Regions from separate parts of the Sander lucioperca genome. Here region 1 is linked to region 2. A link is a contact called in public Hi-C data. All regions are on one chromosome and are shown on one strand. The core of a region is the stretch at or near the end of the contact, and the rest is flanking DNA. Distances in the headings are between cores, read along the strand shown. Region 1 holds the start of LOC116047765 (U6 snRNA-associated Sm-like protein LSm3). Region 2 holds the start of ywhaba (14-3-3 protein beta/alpha-A).

Region 1 (6,983 bases), core at 1,826-4,325, 180 kb before region 2:
GGGGAGGGGGGGACATGCAGGAAAACCGGGACAGGTCGGACTCGAACCCTGGACCTTCTGCGTCGAGGAATAAACCTCTGCACGTGTGCTCTACCGACTGAGGTCACCGGCCGCGTTTCAGTGTTTTTTTTTTTTTTTTTTTTTTTTTTTTTTACAGTGTAAGCGGATGCCGGGTGTGAATCTTACGTGCAGTCGGCCACGGAGCTCCCGGTCGTTCCTCATCTTGACGTAGATCCTCTCATCTAGACTGAGTCTGATCAGATCGAGCGGCTCCTCGACCGTGTTGGTACTCGGTTGCTGCAGCACACATAAAGGACATTAGTTAGACCTGTGACACATACAGATTTCAACAACTTCAGAGACAACAAGAAATGCGCTGCTGCTGCTTCCACAACCCCATGAGGTTGGTAAACCCATTTGGGATTTTGGAATGGCCTAAACAGAGATAAGTGTTGTTAAACAAGGCCCCTGATATTTTTTTTTTTTAAACATTTTTAATATCACAGGGTTCATACGCATTTTCACCAATACTTTTCGGCAAATTTCCAGGACTATGTTTTCCTGAAAATGTCAGTGGACATTATACAATAAGACTAAAAATCTGTGTTAAAGTTTTCCCCTTAGAGGTTTAACAATAAAATGAATGACAATTTATGTGGTTCATAGTGGGATTCGTAATATTGCGCCCCGAATAGAACGTTGAGGTTAAGACGACGTGAAATACATTTATTAAATCACATATTATTTCGCTGTGTTAAAAAAAAAATCCATGACTTTTCCAAAACTTTCTGGGTCTTTATGTTTTCAAAACCTTTCCAGGCCTGGAATTTGCATTTTTCAAATTCCATAACTTTTCCAGGTTTTTTCAAAACGTATGAACCCTGATATCATTACATTACATGTCATTTAGCTGACGCTTTTATCCAACGCGACTTACAATTGCTACATATGTCAGAGGTAACACGGCTCTGGAGCAACTAGGGGTTAAGTGTCTTGCTCAGGGACACATTGGTTGATGTATCGCACCGCCCCACACATCACAAGGAATTTATTTTCATTCTTTCTTTTAGAAGAACATTTGCTTAGCTCTGTGACTCTGGTGAAACGCTCGGTGCAAAATTTAGAGCTGCAACACAATTTCCCTTATTCAAAGAGGAAATTCAGCCAGCAGCAAAAATCCACTGCGTCCATGGGAGAACAAAATAAACTAACTGACAGTGGAGAAGCTGCAGAAGATCTGTAATGAGAGGAGCAACAACAGAGACCTGAGGAGAGGAAGAAGTGTGTGTGTGTTTGTCTTACAGCTTCTAACTGAGCATGCACACCAAAACACGGTGCAGACAAGTTTGGACTTGTCCATCAACATTTTACAAACCCAAACCAAAACTTTTGGGTCATCTTGAGTTAAATGGCAGAAAAAGGGTTTGGGGAGCAACGCGTGGCCTGTTGGAGGACAGTCCTGCAACTCTTTTCGTTTTCAGTGAATTGTAGTACCATTAAAAACATAGCTAATTCTACTTTGAAAAGTCGATGAGATAATATTGTGTTCTTCACTATAGAACCCACTGGGTTTTCTACATTTCTATACACACATCTGTCGCCGGTTAAAAATCAAATCCAGCCACATTTGTTTAAAAAAAAAAAAGTTAAACTTGTTTAAGAGGAGACAATGAAGGCAATACAAATCAATAATATCTATTGCTAACTTTTGGTTTTGGGCCTTAGTACATATTCAAACATAGATACAGTGCTTGGCATAAGTGAATACACCCATGCTAAAGTTGACTTAAAAAAAGGAATAAAAAAAATCATCTTTTGGAAATTGATCTTAATGCCTTAATTAAAAAAAAATGAGGAAAAAGACAACATTTAAGGACACCAATTTTCTTTGTGAATGATTAATGCATCGTAAATAAATAAATGTTCTTCCTTAAAATACAGGGGGCATAAGTAAGTACACCCCTATGTTAAATTCCCATAGAGGCAGGCAGATTTTTATTTTTAAAGGCCAGTTATTTCATGGATCCAGGATACTGTGCATCCTGATAAAGTTCCCTTGGCCTTTGGAATTAAAATAGCCCCCCATCATCACATTCCCTTCACCATACCTAGAGATTGGCATGGGGTACTTTCCATAAGATCATCTCTCAAAGCAGATCAAACCAGCTATTAGGCTAACTGAAATAAAACCATAGGTCTATAGCCTATTCTGAAGGTTTTTACAGATGGGCTTGTTCATTGATCATTCATAGCTTGATTTATGTAAGATTGTATACCTAAAACGTGGCGAAAATAGATTTTGTATGGCTGTTGACCGTATTTTCTGATATATATGGAGTGAAAGGTTTATTACAGAGGGAATTTTGGATATCTCTTTTTTAGATTTCTGTAGTGGAAATGTATGCAAATGAGATGAGAAAATGCGTCATTTGCCAATTTAAACGTAGTAACGTTAGTTCAAAAAAACATGTAAAACAATAAATTGTTGTCTAAATGTAAGCAACGTTAACTGTTAACGTTAATCAACTTGGGACGTTTCTTGGTTGTATCTGTTAAAATAGTTTCCCTATTTACCTGCAGTGTCTTCCATTAACCAGGTTTTATCCCAACAACACAACAAAGAAAAAAGAAAACTTAACTGAAACACTGTGTAGTCTTATATTAAGCCGTTTTAGCTCTGACTGGTCAACAAAACAGCACCGCCAATCAAACACGTTTTTATCATTTTGACGGTAGCATTACATGCTAACCGGGCTAATTTAGCTAGCTTGTTTGACAGGCCGCTCCCCGCTATTACCAGAGCTAAACAAACAAAGTGACACGTTAATCCCACTAAAACATGCACACAAGTAAAACTATCTACTGGCCTGCTTTTAGGGTAAATATACACACGCTGTGTTAAGGAATAACTGTACAATTTGCCGCTGCTGCACCAACCTGCTCAACTTCGTCCGCCATTGGGTTTGAGTCTGCGTCGTGTGGCTTGACCGGTACGGGGGGTGCCAGGTCCGTAAAAACACGCGATTTTCATAACAGGGCATGGGACGGGCCTGCACTTTTGTTTGCAAGTAATTTCTCCTGTATTAACCTGACGGATAATTATAGCAATGAACAGTGTTTGTTCGGTTAAGTATAGTGTTAACACCTGTTTGCATGTACTGAAAGCAATGTGCAAACAAAATAACGTGATGCAGTGGTGAAAAAAAAAAATAGTAATCATTTAGATCTGAACCAATGACTGTATATTTGCTCTGTCCATTCTTTTTTTTACAGTCTATGATCTGAAAACATCCCCCCCCCCACCACAGTACGCACTACTCATACGTGCTGGAGGATAAACTGCAAACCTGGCAACCGCTAGATATAGATAAGCAGTACCACCACTCTCCTCCTCTTTCTTTTTCCAGACCTTTCCATCCTCCATATCTAGCTAGCATACAGCAAACTGCGCAATGGTAAGGGATTTTTCACCCCCAAACTTAAGTATTTGTTGCGACTTTAGACTAATTTTCATTCACCAGGTAGACGCCTATGTATTTATGCAGGCTATTGTCTTATTTCGAGCGACTATGCTGTAAAACAACAACTGTCCAGTTTGCAGCGACGTTTACAGACTATCGCGTTGCATGTCAGTGTTGTGAGCTCAGGTTAAACTAAGTGTTAGCCACTTGAATTAAGATAGAAAAGAGGGTAAAAAAACCAAAAACAATAATATAATATCGTCAACTGACTGCACGTTATAATCAGCTTGTAAATGTGAGAAGAACACTGCGAGATTTATCCACGTAAATAAATATGCACACATCATTTAGGCGTTTATTTTAGTGAAACATCCATGTATGAAGCTATCTCTTGTCTATGTCCAGGCTTAGCTAGGCTGTATCATGTGACTGTATTCCCAATGTGTTTAACGTTATGCCACGTAGGCTATATGCGTGTCTCCTTCACTAGGTTGGAAAGTTGAATAAAATGTCTAAGGGTGTAACTAGGCTAATTAATATGCGTTTTTAGTTACAAGAAACATGAACTAAAAATAATTTAACACAATATATCATATCTGCGTGTCGTCTGTTTCTTCATGCAGAAATGTAATGAGTTATTCAAACCAACATCTGTTTGAACTGCATTTTACTTATATATATATATATATATATATATATATATATATATATATATGCGGCATATATATATGTATATGTGTGTTCATAATACCTTGGCTGTACCAAGAGTAGGCTACTGTACATCATTATTTAGAATGGAGCTGGAACCATTACTTGGGATTTACTTTCACTTTGTTGTGTTTACGTTCCTTTCTGTTCATATAAAGTGTGTGTGTGTGTGTGTGTGTGTGTGTGTGTGTGTGTGTGTGTGTGTGTGTGTGTGTGCCTCCTGTCCCAGTTCAGCCCAGTGCTCCATACTGGGTGTTGGTGCAGGCTGAGGAGGCAGAGCAGAGCAGTGGCGATACCCATTCCACCCTCGGCTGCAGCATAGCTCTGTGGTGGAAGAGATCCCTGCTACAAACTAAACACAACAGATGACTTGTGACACTAAACTACGCTAGCGTTTGACAGATGACTCACATGTTGAAAGCACTAGATATGTGTGTGTTTGCACCTCTGTGCGTGCTTGTTCTGCTTTAAGAAACAGATACAGAGTGTACAGAGGGAGAGGGAAAAATAGATTTATCAGTAATCATTAACTCACACAGAAGGGGGCGGTGTCCTAGGAAAGGTAGATGGTGCAATAATCCTTATACTGTAACAGACTGTGATAACATTGTTGTCCTCTGTTCACTCTTCTCTCTTTAGCTCTGCTCCATTTTATCACATCCTGCAGAATCCAACGTGGGACAGACCAGCAGCACGGTGACGCCCAACAGCAGTCCAACTGAGAGAATCCGTCTGTTTTAAACTGCTGTAATAAACTGTATCTATTGGTTATTGTTTACGTATATGTAAAAACAAAAAACCCAAAGCTATCGCTAGTGTAGCAGTAGAGCGTGGTTGTTAGGATAGAAGTGTGTTCTTAGCAAAGAAAGTGAGGAAATTAAAAGTAGTTCTCCTGGGAAGTCTGGTAATATTACAGGAGTTGTTAGATGTCATACAGCATAACATACAATTTTACGATTACTTTTTATTGCATTGTTTGTGTTGTCTTTCTTATTAAGTTACACTGAGCAACACTGACATTAACAAGAAAGGAGAACTGTGTGTTTGAACTTTGTATAATTGTGTTGTTAAAGACAGATCACTGGGTATCAATTTACTCTAAAACACTTCTTTTTTTAAATATTTTACAAACTTTTGACAAAACTGTCTCTGCAGCTTTGAGTTCTCAGTTAAGAACATTTTAAAAATGTAAGTCTTTTTTCTGGCAGAATGTCGCCTCATTTGTCATTTCTCTTAAATAATGTCTGAATTTGATGCCTACTGTATACACTACCGGTCAAAAGTTTGGGGTCACTTAGAAATTTCTATTCCACTCCATTATAGACAGAATACCAGCTGAGATCAGTTACATAGTTTTTTTTAACCAGGGCAGCAGTTTTCAGATTACATTATGTGCTTAGATATTGCAAAAGGGTTCTCCAATGTTTTCTCAGTTAGCCTTTTAAAATGATATCAGATTAGTAAACAGAATGTGCCTTTGGAACATTGGATGAATGGTTGCTGATGATGGCCAATGTAGATATTGCATTAAAGATCAGCCACTTCTTTCTACAACAGTCGAGAACCCTTTTGCAGTTATGTAAGCACATAATGTCATCTGAAAACTGCTGCCCTCATTAAAAAAACAATGCAACTGATCTCAGCTGGTATTCTGTCTGGAATGGAGTGGAAAGGAAATTTCTAAGTGACCCCAAACTTTTGACCGGTAGTGTACATTAATATAATAAAGTCACATTTTGTCACTTTGACAGGTTGTTTGTTAAATCTTTCATTGTCGGTGAATGATGATGATGTCACTTGTGTTTAGGAGTAAAAATACCTGAAATTAGAATGTAAAACAAAGTGCAGAGGGCAACAGCATTTTTTCTAAGGAAAGCTTTTAGAAAGGAAGGAAATATGGCTACTGACAACCACTGAGGATTAACCATTGTGAAATGACCTGTTACGTAAGCTTAATTTCTAAATTAAAAATGTAGTTCCGGGAAACAGGGTTTGATGTAGCCAAGGCCACACATGTTGCTGCCATTCTACAGTATAAGCCCAACTTATTTTAAGCATAAAAAAGTTATTTAGAACTTAAAGACCTGTTCTCATGGTAACAATCAGTGACAGCTGCTGAATAGTAGAAAATGTGTTTCATAATATATGGTTTACAATATTATTGAGCGTGCAATGAGTAACCCCCGCAATAACACTATTAACTGCACATTTGAACTACTTAAGATTGGCAAGAAGTACATGTGTATCAGGCCAGTATTACAATGTTAGACTTTGACAATGGCTTAGAACTAACTAATAGACTTAAGATGCATTCATCTGTTGCATAAAGATTCTTGACTGTCTTAATTAGGACTAAATTGCAGGGTTTTTTTTAAAGATTCTTTTTTTTTGGCTTTTCTGCCTTTATTTTGATAAGACAGCTAGATGAGAGAGGGAAGACATGTAGGAAATCATCACAGGTCGGAGTCGAACCCTTGACCTCTGCTTCGAGACATAAACCTCTCAGTATATGTGCGCCTGCTCTACCCACTGAGCCAACCCAGCCACTGAAGTGCAGTTTATTCTGGGTAAATTGAGATCTTTTTCAAAACAAAATAAACATGGCGTGTCAAACAACTCTTCTCGCTGCTCTATATTTTCCAACAGGTCATTGCAGCCTCTAACTATTTCTCCTTGTGGTTCTCGCTCCACAACGTTAGAAAAACACATTTATTTTCTTTTTGTTGTCACTTGGTGGCACCTAGTCTCGCATTGCTAGACCTTCCTCCACAGCGCTGCGGAGGAGGGTCTGGCTAGTCCACACAGCATTCCGGG
Region 2 (6,898 bases), core at 2,404-4,903:
CAGGTTCGACTCTGACCTGTGGCCCTTTGCTGCATGTCATTCCCCCTCTCTCTCCCCTTTCATGTCTAAGCTGTCCTATAGAAATAAAGGCCTAAAATGCCCCAAAAAGAATCTAAAAAAAGTTTAAATGTCAAAATAGTGTTTTTCAATTTTTTCTTCCAGACATTTGCATAATGTTTTCTCGTAACGTAATCTTTTTCTCCTCTTCTTTTCTTTTTCTTTAATGTTTCCTTCGCAGGGAAATCGAAATTCATAAAATTAGTCGAATTTAGCATAAGCACTAGTCTATATTCTACTCTAGATCTGAAAGACAATTGCAAAATAATATAACTCTGAATAATATAGAATATAGGTTTAACAACATTTTTCAAAAGATAGATTCTATTATTTAAAATGAGTGACTAATTGACTGTAATAGTGCAGCACAGACAGCAGGGCTGAGTCATGTTAGAACTCCCAGCAGCCTTTGCTTCCATCTAGTGGCTGCCACGCTGAGGTACAGCACAGAGAAGCAGCAGTTCTCCTGACTTACTTATATAAATATAAATATTAAAAAGTATTAGACATGTCACTTCTCACATAGTTATTTGTACCTGTTTCATTTTTCTTAGTTATTTTTTTTGTCATTCTCCGACTACCATTTGTACTTTTTCTTCATGATGCACAGGTGCATGGGAGGCAGAAGACTGTCCCAGCATGCACTGGGCAAGAGGCAGGTCACCTGGACTTCTGACATCACTGGCTGATTTGATTTATTGATTGGTGACTGATTAGATATTTCCTGTTTGCTTGCTCGCTAGCTGATTAACTAGTTTTCTGGTCTTGTGTTACTCCTAAATACTGATTTAGAATGAACTCAACTTCAGAAGATAGTGTCTATGTCCTCTGTGCGCACTACTTTTTACAAAACGAAGCAAAACCATTCAAAAGATTAGTTTCACTGCAGAACAAAAAGTCCTCAGCCAAATCACAAACGCTCGCAGATTAGCCGCTGCTTCAGTTTATATTCCAATTTGCATCAATCCTTTATTTTTTACATTCTCATTTGCATAAAGTGTGTCTTGCCTGAAAAGAATTGACATTAAATCATGTCAGAAGCGTTCTAATTCTCTCCTTCTGCTTAACCTCTTTGATTATTATTGTTATTTATTATCATCGAATCTTTCTTATTTGATTTGTTTGTTTTTTTAAAGTAACTCTATTTCAGGCACGTGATATCCAAACATCTTTTTAGCCACCTTAACCATCTTTGTAGTGGATTGGTACAGAATTTGGTGCAGAAATTGATGGTTTCCAGATAACACATCCTGACTTTACATCTGGCAGCGGCAGCAGGTGGACAATTTGAGCTCAAAGTGAAATGCCTCACTACATATATAGTTTACTAAATAGTGCCCTGAAATATGTCATCAGTGGAATGGAAAAGGGAGTTTTTGAGGCATGGTCGACCAGTGGATGAATGAGTGTGTGTCTGTGCTATGTAAAAGTGCTTTGAGTATAGTCATTGAGACTAGAAAGCGCTATATACAGTCCATTTACATTAATGTGCACTACTTTTTAAAAACACACTTCACAATGCTAGCCTGGATGCCAGCCGAACTTAGCCCCGCCCACAACATTTGAGGTCGGGAAATTCGGTCTGGACTTGATCCGTTGTGGAGCAACAATGCTCGAACCAGAGCTGTTTGGACCAATCAAATTGTCAGGGCGGGCTTTATACGATGATGGACAGATGATCAACAGTAACGTAATTAACCACGTCACCAAAGAGCGCTTGGGTTGAATTTGTTTACAATAAAGGTGGCTGCCGCTGGAGAATTGAGATGTGTAGATTCCGCCATAGCGTCTGTTATAGAAGATATCGACAGCGCATTCATTTTAAAAGAGGAACAGAGAACCGGGATCAAGGCATTTGTCGATCGGAAAGATGTTTTTGCCGTCACTCCTACGGGACGTCACATACTCTGTTGCTCTGATTGGTTGTAGGTCTATCCAATTGAGTGCAGAGGCATTTTCTTTCCTGGTTTGGTTGAAACACGCCCCATAATCACAGCCCACTGGAGCAGTATCAGACTCATAATCTGACTAGAATCTGAGTATGACGACGTCAGGCTACCACAATGCATTATATACATACATACAAAAATGACAGTTATGTGACGCTGTAGTTGTCAGTGATGATGCAAGATGTTGATGATTCACAACTGTTTGGCATCTCACAATTCACCGCTCACTGGAGAAAGGGTCTCAAACTGTAATAACATGGGGGTCACTGGCCAGGAAGTAACGGGCCCTGGAGGGACTGTCAAAATAAATGAACTAAATAAATTAAAAATAAAACAGCTAAAGTGTTCATGTTGACAAGTTGCTTATTTTGCAACCTTGCCAAATAATTAAATGTTTAATATTATGATTAAGAAATATGTATGGGCCAGATAGAACATGCTTAAAAGTGCTTTAAGCCATTAGATTATTTTCTTACTGGGTGGATACACGTCCCAGTACTTTAGGGCCCCTGCTACAGTGTAATTTATTAATTGTCAATTAGCTTTAAAGTATTTAGGTATTACAGGGTTCCCACACATTTTCCATGGACAACATTTTAAAACTTTAACATGACTTTTCCAGGACCCATAATAAAATGTCCATGACCATTTGCAACATATAACACAAACATACTTTACTCCAAATTAACAGGTTTTTTTAAATGTCTCTATGGTCATATTTACTTCAAATACTTCAAACTACAGGAACTGTCAATACATTGTCTTTATTTAAAAATAATAATAATATAATAATAAAGTTTTACAAGCACTTATATCAGTCTGGCACTGGCTTTCAAGCATGAGGGGAAACGGAGCCGATTGTACTTTTAGTGTATTCTTAATGCAGTGCATAAAGGATAGGCCTACGGAAGATGATGCTACTTTAACAATCAATTTAGACAACAAAACAAAATGCCATGACTTTTCCAAAATTTCGAGAATTTTACTAATACTGAATTTTAGCTACTACTACAATGACTTGTTCAGGCTTGGAAAATCAGATTTTGAAATTCCAGGTTTTCCATGACCGTGCAGATCACTGTAATCATATAACAGCCAATGAGTGAACGAGAGAGATTTCCGACAAAGCTTTCGTCTTGTATGTGCCTATATGTAGCCTATATGATAGCTACATTGAGGCTAATTATAATTATTATAATTTTAATATTTGAACATGGTCTATGTGTGTCATGAACATGCTACAACTTACATGTAATTGTGCAACCAAATAACAAATAAATTAAGCTTGTAACCTTCACAAATTAATCAGAGCAAAGAAATTCAATGTATTATTATTAAGAAGGCGCCTTCTAATGTTAGCTGTTGAAAAGATAAATGAATGATTGCTGATGGACTGTGTGTTTCAGGATTTGCAGTAGTGTGTGTGTGTAGGTGGTGTGGTGGGAGAAAACGACCGGCTTGCTATAATACATTAAAAAAAAAAAAAATTTAAATCTGTGTAACCCACACAAAGCTGTGTCAGCTAACACGATGGTGAATTCAAATACGACATGGAGACAGTTGCCACGGAGACCGGCGCACGTCATCCTGTAGCGGTTGCCATGGTCTTTCTGACGTCAAAGCCCCTTGCAAGATGCTCAGGAAACCCCCTGGCGCGGTCGCCATGGATACTGGCGGGGGGAGGGGTGGGGTTTAGAGGAAGCGGAAGTGTCAGAGCAGGCGGAAGTGGTACTGCCCTGAATACCCTGAGCAGCGAGCGGAGGACGGCTTGATTAACTCCCATCGTTCAGAGAATAAAATCGGGATTTCTAGTACGCTCTAAATGTGAGTTCACCTGCATATCACTCGATTATTGTCTTGTATACAGGGTAAGGACACTCTTTCGGGGGGGCACAGCAGCCCCAGCGGTGGCCCCTTTCCTTGCCTTTGCGGCGGAAGGTGCCTATTGTGGTTTGGGGCTGGGTGCGAGGATTTAGGCCGAGACTTGTGGCCAAATAGCGAGAAATGGCCCACAAAAACACCTGGCATGAGGTTGCCCTTGCTATTTGTGCTGTGCAATGTGCTATAGATCGTGGATTTTGAAGGCCCAGACTCCGGTCGATGCCATGCGTGGTGCGCGGGTGCCGTGTTGGGAGGGAGAAGCAGCACCCAAGTCTGGCCATTTTGACAGCTTAGCAGCCGTCGAGAAAGCAGCATTTTAGTAGCTAATGCTAAAGTACAGCCAGTACATGGCACGGTGGATAACGTACGACTAGCACTGAGCTGCTAACTATACCCGGACAACCGACATATTTGGCCTCATTATTCGCATAACAGCGTAATTGACGATGTCTCTAGCTCCGCTCCGTTATGGCGTAGTGAAACGCTATAGAAGCTAACACACCCTCCCTATTTCCCGGGAGTTTCCCATCAAATGCGACCTCAATTTCAATAACGTTTTCTTTACATATCATTTAACCGACATAAGATAACGGTGAAAACGGAACAGAAGCCGTATTTAATCATCTTACTGTTTCAGCTAATAGCTCGGTGTCGGAACACATTGAACTGGGTCATGTCCCGTTAACAGCTAGCTAGCTAAGCTAACTTACGGCCGTAGCGGTAATCTATCTCTCCATCTTAAAATTCCGCAGGGGAATGCGACAAGGAGGGCGTAGTTGTTAGCAGGCCGAACACACGCTACAACCCCGATACTGGGAACTGGACTGGGGAACTGTTTTAAGCGTTTTGTCAAAACGTTTCCTGAGGCAATGATTTTTCAGCTGTTCAGTGTATCTCGGTCTGCTGTTGAAGATGGTGTTTCTCCATTTTCTCGGTGCGCATAAGCCTGTTAACCTTAGTGTTAGCTGTAGTGATTAGGACAGTTTGTGGCCAACAGTGTGTCAAAATGTCCTTTTCACCACAAATAGAAATGATTGTGTAATGTTTTCAGTTAATTTAATGGTGTTAAACTAAAGGCTAACTTCTTACCTTTCTAACCGAATATCATTTTAACCATTTACTTTAGCTTTGTCTTTACAAGAGTCGGGGAAAAGCCCAACTCGGACACTCATCTCCCATGCTATATCTCCGATGTAAAAACTCACTGGGCGCTGCTGGTTTTCGGGGGTATTAACAAGTTATCCAAATTAACATCAATGCTGTCAACACATCCGGGACCGTACTTCCGTCCATCACAATGAAATGGCATGCTTCAACAATTCCAAATTATGCAGTAAAAGCTCCTTAATTTCCACTTAAAAAGTAAAGTTCTTAACTGTTTTCTCTCATAGAAGTCAATTTTGTATAGTAATATGTACATACATGAAAATGTACACGTAAATTCGTAAATGTGTGTAAATTAATTCTATTTGTACTTTGATCGCCCAGGAAAAACGCAGCAAATAGAGCGGAAACTGCGTCAGACCGGATATGCTCAACAACGGCGAAGGGGCCCGGGCATGGAAACAGAGATGCACGCTAGCTAGGTGGTCGGATAACAGCATTGCTAATGTTGAGTATATTGGTGATGTGCCAGACAATTGTAGCTTGCCGAAGAAACCAATCAGGATCAATTCTAGCAGATGTGCGGCTCGCTGCAGCGCTAAATCACTTTAAACTGCAATAAGCTCATTTTTACCCAAGGCTAAATGCTAACTTGAGGAGGCTAAAATGAAACGGATTAGCTTCGAAGGCATAGCACGGCTGCCGGAATGACAGCACAGTGTGAGTGCCACATGCCGTCTGACGATTCACTTACTAGTCGACTTGGTTAAAAAGCCTCAATATTTCCCTGTTATTTACACAGAGCATATTTTCCTGTCTGTGCTTATCAACATTTCAACCTGAGACCAACCAACGGATAAAAGAGAGAAGACAGAGAAAACAGAGGTCTGACAAAAAGGCATAGCCCAGTTAATTATAAATGTTTGTCAGTAGTGAAATGTATAAAAATTATAGCCACACTTTCAGTGTTTTCCCTTGGTTTGTAAAAGACTTGGGTGCACGCATTTTGGCGGGAGGTTTCCGGGTCCTCCCTTAAGAAGAAAAATAGGGTTGCGCGATATTGACAAAATGTGATATTGCAATATTGATTATGAATATTGCGATATCGATATTAATTTCGATATTTTTTTAAACATAAAAAAATAAAATTGCAAAAGTTATGGGAAAGCACATCAAAATAGATTCATAACAAATGCAACACAAGGTTTATTTCAACTGTCATATTGGACTGGTCCAATATGAATAAATAAGGACCATGTCTACAGAACAGGACATGTTTTACTGGTTGTACAGTATAAAATAAATAAAGAGCATGTCTACAGAACAGGACATATTAGAAACAATAAAAGTAAATATAAAAAATATTGCATACTTATGGCGACACTTTCAATATAATACTGTGCAACGATATTGAGTCGATATATCATGCACCCCTAGAAAAAACTACTAGCAAAAAAACTAGAGCATATAATGAATAACTCAAAAAGCTTATAGACAAAAGAAGTCCACTGCGGACCACCTACAATCATTAGATCTGAGAAAAGTTATTAGTTACATTCATTTGGTTTAGGTGGTGCCCAAAAAGGCTTAACGGCTTTTTGATGAGCATGGTGTTGCCATACAAAAAAAAAACCTATATTGTTAAGTTTGTAGCATATAGTAACAGTTTTGGAGTCAAACTTAACATGTTAGGTGGATTTTGGCAACAGCAAGTAAACCGTCTTTCACAAATACCTTACCATTTCCTAAAATGTGTAATTGAAATTGAAAGGCGCTGCTGACAGATAAAACCCTTCATCTCTCCCAGGTAGACGGGTGACAACACTGTCATGGTGGTAGGGCTGCAATAAAATGTCAGAAAATGGTGATAAATGCCAACGACAATTTCCCAGAATCCAAGTTGATAT

What was found. A called contact is a pair of places that touch in the nucleus more often than the background predicts.
Region 1: a Hi-C map of liver shows a contact between it and region 2, with 18 times the contacts expected there. The contact joins the promoter of LOC116047765 here to the promoter of ywhaba in region 2. A contact is called at or near these places in 2 of 2 Hi-C or Micro-C datasets (liver and muscle).

Annotation. Positions count from the first base shown.
Region 1 is chr16:1,796,842-1,803,824 of SLUC_FBN_1.2, reverse strand. LOC116047765 (U6 snRNA-associated Sm-like protein LSm3) reads right to left here and starts at 3,075. Exons shown (of 5, transcript XM_035993227.1): 1 at 2,938-3,075; 2 at 187-297. The coding sequence starts at 2,958. It overlaps LOC118493447 (a long non-coding RNA gene), which reads right to left. Exons shown (of 4, transcript XR_004895402.1): 3 at 6,254-6,258; 4 at 4,059-4,131. LOC116047767 (a long non-coding RNA gene) reads left to right here. Exons shown (of 4, transcript XR_004104469.2): 4 at 4,976-5,068. It overlaps LOC116047766 (a long non-coding RNA gene), which reads left to right and starts at 3,336. Exons shown (of 2, transcript XR_004104467.2): 1 at 3,336-3,455; 2 at 4,837-4,943.
Region 2 is chr16:1,621,477-1,628,374 of SLUC_FBN_1.2, reverse strand. ywhaba (14-3-3 protein beta/alpha-A) reads left to right here and starts at 3,653. Exons shown (of 7, transcript XM_031296752.2): 1 at 3,653-3,830.